2 separate regions of the Sus scrofa genome follow, and region 1 is linked to region 2. Evidence: chromatin contacts called from public Hi-C data. All regions are on one chromosome and are shown on one strand. Each heading gives the region's core, a stretch centred on a gene start, on an enhancer-like site or on the middle of the called end of the contact. The rest is flanking DNA. Distances are from core to core; before and after follow the strand shown.

Region 1 (3,866 bases), core at 402-2,901, 150 kb before region 2:
TCAAGCAAACTAAGACAAGTTTGTCATCTGGTACACACCTGGCTTGTCTCACAGCCCAGATGCCCTGACCTTAGGAGACACCAAACTTTTAAAGGAAACTGCCAGCACACTTGCACAACATTTGCTCCAGAAAGAGACATTATCTTTATTATCCTGGACTGCAAACAAATCTGCCCTTTGCCTCAGAGAGAGACACTATCTTTATCTTTCAAAGCTGTTTGCCATACAAACATACTTAAAAAGATATTCCAGGACAGAAGCTGCCAATGCATCTGCTCAGATGTGCAGAAATGCAAAAAGCCTGAGGGGAATTGTCTCCCAGTAGTATTCCTATAAAATTATAGTACAATTATACTACAATCATCTATGTACTAGTCTATATCTTGCCTTTGAAAATGATAAGTCCATATTCTTCCATACTTTCTTTGGTCAAGTTTTTTTTTGTTAAGAACCCAATACAAAATGTTTGCTCACTATTTTTTTTTTTAAATTGGAAGTTTGTGATAAAAGCACCTAAGTATACTGAAAAGGATGACCTATTTCTCAAGAATAAGTTGCTATTTTATCTCAGTAGCAAAGATTTAATAATAAAGAAAAAGAGATACTTCTGCTGTTTCCAAGGACATACTTACTAAATTCACCTCTTAACATTACCAAAAGAGACCAGGGCAAAGAAAAAGGCAAGGGAATTAAGAAATGTGGAGAATAATCAGAAAAACAAAAACAAAGAAACAGAAAAACAAAACAAAATAAAGGAAAACAAAAACAAAAACTATGTCCCTTTTGGTGAATGAAGAGATTTTACTAACCTGGATTTTATTAGATGAGTGCCATTTCCCTGAACTTGATCAGCCCGTAAGTTCTAGTGACTCATATTAACTGTAACAATCCAAATTTTTCCTTGCTTCCCCTACCGGAAGAATTTCTGGGAGTTCCTAGGGGATGTTTTGTAAGCATTTGCCAAGTCTTTTCTCATCGTGTTCCACCATTTACCACTGGCATCCATTGTATACCACTAGGTTTGTGGGACACTGGGGCCTCCCACCACAGCTGAGGCCTGAGTCCCACAAGATGCAAATCTTCATCATATTCTGTTACTTCATTAGTTTTCTCTCACTGCCTAGCAAATTACTGTAAATGTAGTAACTCAAGACAACACAAATATTCTTTCACCCTCCTATGTCAGAAGTCTAGGCAGGCTCAACTGCTTAGGGTCTCATAAAGCTGAAATCAAGGTATCCCCAGGGCTTGGCTTTTATCTGGAGGCCCTAGGAAAGAATATGCTTTCAAACTCATTCAGGTCATTGGCCAAATATGCACTAAGTCCATGTGTCTTTGTCAGCTGTCTGAAAGGGACTACACTTATGCTCCTTAAGGCCGCCTGCACTTCTTGGCATAAGGCCCCCTTCATCCTCAACCTACAGCAGTGCATCAAATCTCCCCTTGTGCTTTGAAGCTTTGACTTCCTTTTGTGCTCTTACCTACAGAAAAGGCTCAGGATCCAGCCCAGGTGGGTAATCTCCAACCTTAAAGGTCAACTAACGTGGGACTTCAATTACATCTGCAAAATCCCTTCAAAGAGGGACCTAGAAAACTGTTTGAAAAAGTAACTGTGAGTCAGAGGTCTTGGGGTGAGGTTGGGAGAAAGCATATTTAGACTCTTGTCTGCCACAGCTACGTGGAGAAGGGCTTCTCACATTTCTGCACTGGTGTTAGAGAGCTCCAGTAAAGCACTGTCTGTGCATTTACACTTGAGAGTCTTTAGAAAATCAGGTCTTTTGGGCTTTAAATTCAGACCTATTGCTCTCCACAGGATTTAAACCTCAATCCAATAGGGTGTTGCCTAGTAGGCAAATGAAAGTGAAAATTTTGATGCTGTATTCAGAATTCTCCATCCACCAAGACAACTACGGCTTTGTTACAGGGTCAAGCTCTCCTCTCTTAGGACACATACATTCTCAGAAATCTCCTTAGTCCATCAGAAAAACAAGTCTTTTGGGGAGATGGCCCTACCCGTACACCAGGCAAGTCCAGACACGTCTGAATTCCAGTGGAGTCTTTAGTCTGTTCTCCTGCTACATTTACATACTATTGATATGGAATCTCTGAGCTTCTGAGCTTCGTGTCAGTCAGAACACTGAGCTTGCTGAGCTGCTGCTCTCTGTGGAACAGAGAGAGAATGCTTCTTGATGAGCAGCTAAATGTATAACTTGTCATTTGAGACAAACAGGGATTTATGCTTCGCTAGCTTACATGCTTCCTCAAAGGACAAGCCTCCGAGTTTTTGTGCTTGCAAAGGCTAAGGGCAAAGCAGCTTTAACCAAACACATTTCCAGAATGGATAGGTAGAAAAACTGTCAGTGTTGTTTCTGCAAGAAGGTCTGCTGGTCCAGGATCAAGTGCTCTCAGTAGAGAACACAGAATAGCAGGATCAAAGCACGACTGGAGTTAGCATTAGGCGAAGAAATGACTGTGTCCTCTCCTTTCACTTTTTCCATCCAGTTTGCTTTAAACACACAGACAACCCAAATGTGAACTCTGAATTATGGAGACAGACAGAAACATAAGGGGAGATTAAAGCCCATCAATCAATCTTTAATTTGCTTCAACTTTGCTTGTTAACAGGTGTCAGGTGAAATTATCCTTGATAGAAAATAACCCTAAAACGCAGGACAGAGCAAATATCTCCAAGCTATATATAATGTTTTTTTTTTTCCCAAAGTCTAAGATTCACATAATTCTGTTGTCTAACAATAGCAACAACAACAAAATCTTTCTTGTGCCTTCTGAAAAAATATGGGAAAATAGCAAACTGGATTGGTCCATTTGTTATATATTTTAAGGAAGCTGTTCTATTAAACCAACCAGTCAACAGACAGTGATAAAATGAAGCAACAAAGGCAATGGAGAATTTAATTTCAGAATCTTATTTTCCTTTTATGAGTCTCAAGATTATTTATGTAGGAGAAAATGCATATAAGAAGAGACACCTTCCAGATTTATATTATACTCACCCCCCAAACTAATAAAAAGCTCTAACCAAGAACCAGGTTATGTGTTATGTTCAATCCAGAAAAAAAATGATAAAATCTCCTGAGATTTTGATTCTAACTCCATGGTCTCAAATAAGAAAAAAAAAATGGATACATAGGTAAAAGGAAAAGCTATTTTCTGTCTGTGTATAATTCAGGTAATGGACTTTCACAAGAAAGTTCAAATCAAATCTGATAGACAAATATATATAAATTCTTTCAATATTTATATTTAGTCATATCTTCTAAAAAGGTATGCAAGTATTATAATTCAGGTAAAATTAGAAATAATAACCTAAATCACTTAAATTTTAGCTTCTGTTAACCATACAGTAAATATATAAATGGACTATAAAGTATGATTTCTAGAAACTGCCAAGAGATCTTTGGAATGTGGTGGTAAATGTTGGGACTGGAAGTCAATAGACTCAAGTCTGATGCTTAATTCTGCCCCTTTTTGGCAGTGTGGCAACAAGCAATTTTCTTAGTTCTTCTGAGCCTCAGTTTCTTTATCTGTAAGGTGCAAATAACACCATTCTTGCTTTTGGACTGCATGTATCTTTCATGCTCTGTCATCATGTGTTTGTTCTAACATCATGTGACAGAGACTAAGTATATGTTTCTCAACATTATTTCTGGGCAAACAGCTGAACTCTATTTCCCAGAAACTATGCATCTCAGTGGCTCATGTGACCTGTTTGTCCAATGGAACATAAGTAGCAGTAATGCATTTCATCCAGAACAAGGCAGTTTCTTTTCCCCTCACAATTCATGTACTTTAGTTTTTTCGGTTCTAGTATCATATCATGGGTATTTTTCTAAGGAATGTATTGT
Region 2 (4,091 bases), core at 860-3,359:
TTTAATCCTGTATGTATGCATGTGACCCTCCCACCCAACTCTCTCTGGGACATGATCCTCTTTCAGACCTCCAAGGTCTAATCCCCCATAATCAGAGTAGATGAACCTACTTCCTAAAGTTACTTTTGACAGAACCATGGATTTATAAACAGCTGTGGTTTAGGCATTAAGAATAAGGATATAATTTATCACCAAACCAGGTTTTCTGTGAAGGAGTCAAGGAGCTCAATAGAGTTACTGTATTATGTTTCCTATTGATGCTGTAACAAATGACTACAAATTTAATGACTTAAAACAACATAAATTTATTATCTTTCATTTTGAGGTCAGAAATTTAAAATTAGTCTCACTGGGTTAAATTCAAGATGTTGGCAAGGCTTGTTTCTGCAGATGCTCTGAGGGTAGGATCTGTTTCCTTGCCTTTTTCAGCTTCCAGAAGCTGCCTCCATCCCTTGGCTCATGACCCCTTCTCATATCACAGACCTCAAGCTTCATTATCACATCTCCTACACTATCAACTCTGATCCTCCTCCCTTCCTTCCAAAAGTGACTCTGTGATTACACTGGACCCATCCAGCTTATGCATCTCAAACGACTTCATGTAATCACATTTTAAAGTCCCTTTTACCATGTAAGGTAATAAACCCATGCGATCAGGACATAGGCATCTTTGGGGGACATTATCCAACTTACCACAGTTGCCATAGGTAGAAGGCATAAACTGGGACTATCTCAACAAATCTGGGACATTCAGTCACCCTTTCCTAATTTATAAGACAGGACTGAACATGTAGGGCCATCTTCTCTCTGTGTTCTTATGATTGGCATTGCCAAGTCCTGGTATGCCCTCCTTTTTCCTACCCACAACTCTGTCTCTGCTGCTCAAAATAATCCCTATTGTTCAAGGAAAACCTCCTCCATCATGAAAACTACCCAGCTCAAAGTAATCCCTCCTTTCCCTGCTCCATTTCCAGCATGGATTTGTCATCTCCTATTGTGCTTGCCACCATCTACCTGATTTTAACATAAACATATTAGTAAACATGTCTTTTCTTCCTTACCAGGAGCATGTTCTTGATAGTAGGGACCACACTTTAGGCCAAAACATAGCCATAAGCACTCAAGATACATAATGAGAACAAGCCCTCAACTACTTCCAGGCCAAGGTCTACTAGTTCAGCCTCTCCAAGCCAGAGTCCCACCAACTTGTCTAGGCCACCAACTAAGTATATGAGTCACTTGACACCTGGGACAACTGAGGAGTGCTTTCTACACATGAAGACACACATTTCACCAGAAACTTCCTTCAGATTGGGTTAAAGCCATGTTTGGATGCAACTGTGTCTACAAACACTGTGACTTTGATCAAGAGGATGCTGCCACCCATACCTGCTGATCCCGGTTATTTGCTGCGGACACAAAAATACACTTTGATAGTGTTTAATTATAAGCTTAGTGCCTTCAGCTCTTCACTGACAATCAAAACTCATTAGAACTGGGTTTTGCTTTTTTTGGTGTTTTAAATAGCATAAGATGCTAACACTGAAATCTTTTTTATCAAGGTTAAAGATAGATTTAGTCATTATTTTTTTTTTTGGTCTTTTTGCCATTTCCTGGGCCACTCCCACGGCACATGGAGGTTCCCAGGCTAGGGGTCGAATCAGAGCTGCAGCCACCAGCCTACGCCAGAGCCACAGCAACGCAGGATCCAAGCTGAGTCTGCGACCTCCACCACAGCTCACGGCAACGCTGGATCATTAACCCACTGAGCAAGGGCAGGGATCGAACCTGCAACCTCATGGTTCCTAGTTGGATTCGTTAACCACTGCGCCATGACGGGAACTCCTAGTCATTATTTCTATGGACACTAGGAGAAATAGTAGAGGTATAAGTGGAAGCCACAAGAACTTCTATTTATTTGGTGGACCCCAGTCAAGGAAACTTAAATACTAACAGAACCAAAAATAGCCCTTTGTTATATTTGCTTCACCAGATGCCCCGATAGCACAGACTCCCAACACTTTTAGCCAGATTTTAGTGTATCAGAAACTAAGAGGATAATAAACATTGCAGAATGAGTTATTAGGAAAGGACTTTGGAAGTCATTCAGTGCCTTTTTCCTTTCCACTATTAGTCATTCCTGGGTTCATTCACAACCCAGGGAAAGAAAAAGCCAAAAATAGCCACCAAGCCAAGCCTATTGTGAAACAGCTGTCTTCCTGAAGGCAAGCAGACAGTTGGAAGTCCAAGTGTAATGAGTAAACAGAGGCTATATCGGAACAGCAATCATGCTAATCATCAGTTTGTTAGCAAATGTGCTGCACTTTGTATTTTCAAAGCATTGTATCATCATTAATTAATTAACGAATGATAATTACTATTGCAGGGACATACGAAATTGTGTGCAAGATTTGGAAAGAAATTCTCTTATATGGCATGCACTGAAAAAGTGAGATTATTTTTTCTTTTCTGTTCTTGTTGTTTTTCAGTTTGTTTATTTGTTTCCCACCAAAGAGGCTATGCCATGTTCTCTCTCACTATTCTGTTTTAGCTTATGCTCTTCCTAGTTCTACCAGGAGTGCTCCTCAGACAACTCCCGTGCATCTAACTGGATAGATTTCAGCTTAAACATCACCTTCTCCTAGAGACGGTTCCACAGCCCTACAAAGCTAAGTTAGGAACTCCTGCAGTTCCCTTTCATAGCCTCTCTTACCCTCTATGAAATTTCCTATTTAACTGTCTGAAACCCATGTTAGACTGTTGGCTGTATGAGGGCAGAGGCCTCATATGTCTTGTTCACTGAGTACAGTTTCCTAGCACAGAGACTCATACATGGCAATTGCCCAATAAGTGTTTCTTAAATGAATAAAAGAATCTCCCATGGGAGAGAGCTAAAGAGAGGCTATTAATACTAACATGAGTTCCCACTCTGTACGAACTAATCTGCTCAGCATTCCAGATGCTTTATCTCATTTCATGCCCACTATGTTCCTTTGAGGTAAATACCAGGTAGGAAACTGAAATGACAGAGAGGAAGTCATTTGCCCATGATCACAATGCTGGTAAGAGGTGAAACTGAGGCTGAATCACAGGTTTCCTAATTCCAAACCTACTTAGCTCCAAAAGTGGTGAAGAAGAAAATAGTGGCTCCCCAAATCCAGGAAGTGGCCTGACACTTTCAGCCAGGTCTCGGTGTTATCACAAACTGGAGACTGACCTCAACACCTATACCATGATTTCCTCTGGTTGCACAAAAACCATCTCACAGAATATCAGCATCAGATAAGGCCACTCTGAGACCATGACAAAGTGAGACAAAACAAGCCACTGAATAATTTGTCAAAGCACAGACCAAAATATGGTCACTGTGAAAAACTCACAAAATATCAAACATCCCTCTCTCCTAACCAATATGAGTTTCTGCCATTTTTTTTTTTTTTTTTACCTAGTGTAGCTTATTCTTGCCTCTCTATAGATAAGACGTATTAAGATACCAATCAGGAGTTCTCCTTATGGCAGAGCAGAAACGAATCCGACTAGGAACCATTAGGTTTCAGGTTCAATCCCTGGCCTCGCTCAGTGCATTAAGGATCTGGTGTTGCCATGAGCTATGGTGTGGGTCGCAGACTCAGCTCTGATCTGGCGTTGCTGTGGCTGTGGCTGTGGCCAGCAGCTACAGCTCCGATTAGACCCCTAGCCTGGGAACCCCTATATGTTACCAGTGCAGCCCTAAAAAGCAAAAAAAAAAAAAAAAAAAAAAGATACCAATCATAGAATTACCCTCACTTCCTAACAGCCACCACCTAGAGTGATTCTGTTTCCTTAGCCCTTCGTCAAAATCACCCAAATCCCACAATAAGTCTTTTTAAACATCCTCTTACTGAAATGTATGACTGTTCCCATGGTGGGTGTTCTCCCTTGCTGCAACAAGGAACATACCCAACTTGTTCAACCACAGGTAGGTTCCTGGTGGTCTTTGACTGGAAGGCATTGACAGTGAGTTACACAAGAGGCTAGAGTAAGAAAACACAGGAACTTTCATTCATACTAAGAAAAATAACCCGAACCAATATTTAACATAGCCTGGAAAC

Evidence for each region. A called contact is a pair of places that touch in the nucleus more often than the background predicts.
Region 1: a contact with region 2 is called in a Hi-C map of embryonic fibroblasts, with 2.0 times the contacts expected there. The contact joins two enhancer-like sites. A contact is called at or near these places in 10 of 47 Hi-C or Micro-C datasets (brain, embryonic fibroblasts, epiblast stem cells and 6 more) and 1 of 2 datasets of contacts at active chromatin or transcription factors (alveolar macrophages).

What each region holds. Positions count from the first base shown.
Region 1 is chr13:152,266,811-152,270,676 of Sscrofa11.1, reverse strand. No RefSeq gene overlaps it. Among named protein-coding and RNA genes, the nearest start is that of CCDC54, 110 kb to the right of the region's middle. Within about 2 kb of position 1,651, at least 16 of the 83 cell types and tissues checked have an H3K27ac peak or open chromatin away from gene starts, as enhancers often do. A contact at or near this core is called in embryonic fibroblasts, where this site is marked.
Region 2 is chr13:152,121,644-152,125,734 of Sscrofa11.1, reverse strand. The region is part of intron 3 of LOC102157687; the gene reads right to left. Among named protein-coding and RNA genes, the nearest start is that of CCDC54, 36 kb to the left of the region's middle. Within about 2 kb of position 2,109, at least 1 of the 83 cell types and tissues checked has an H3K27ac peak or open chromatin away from gene starts, as enhancers often do. A contact at or near this core is called in embryonic fibroblasts, where this site is marked.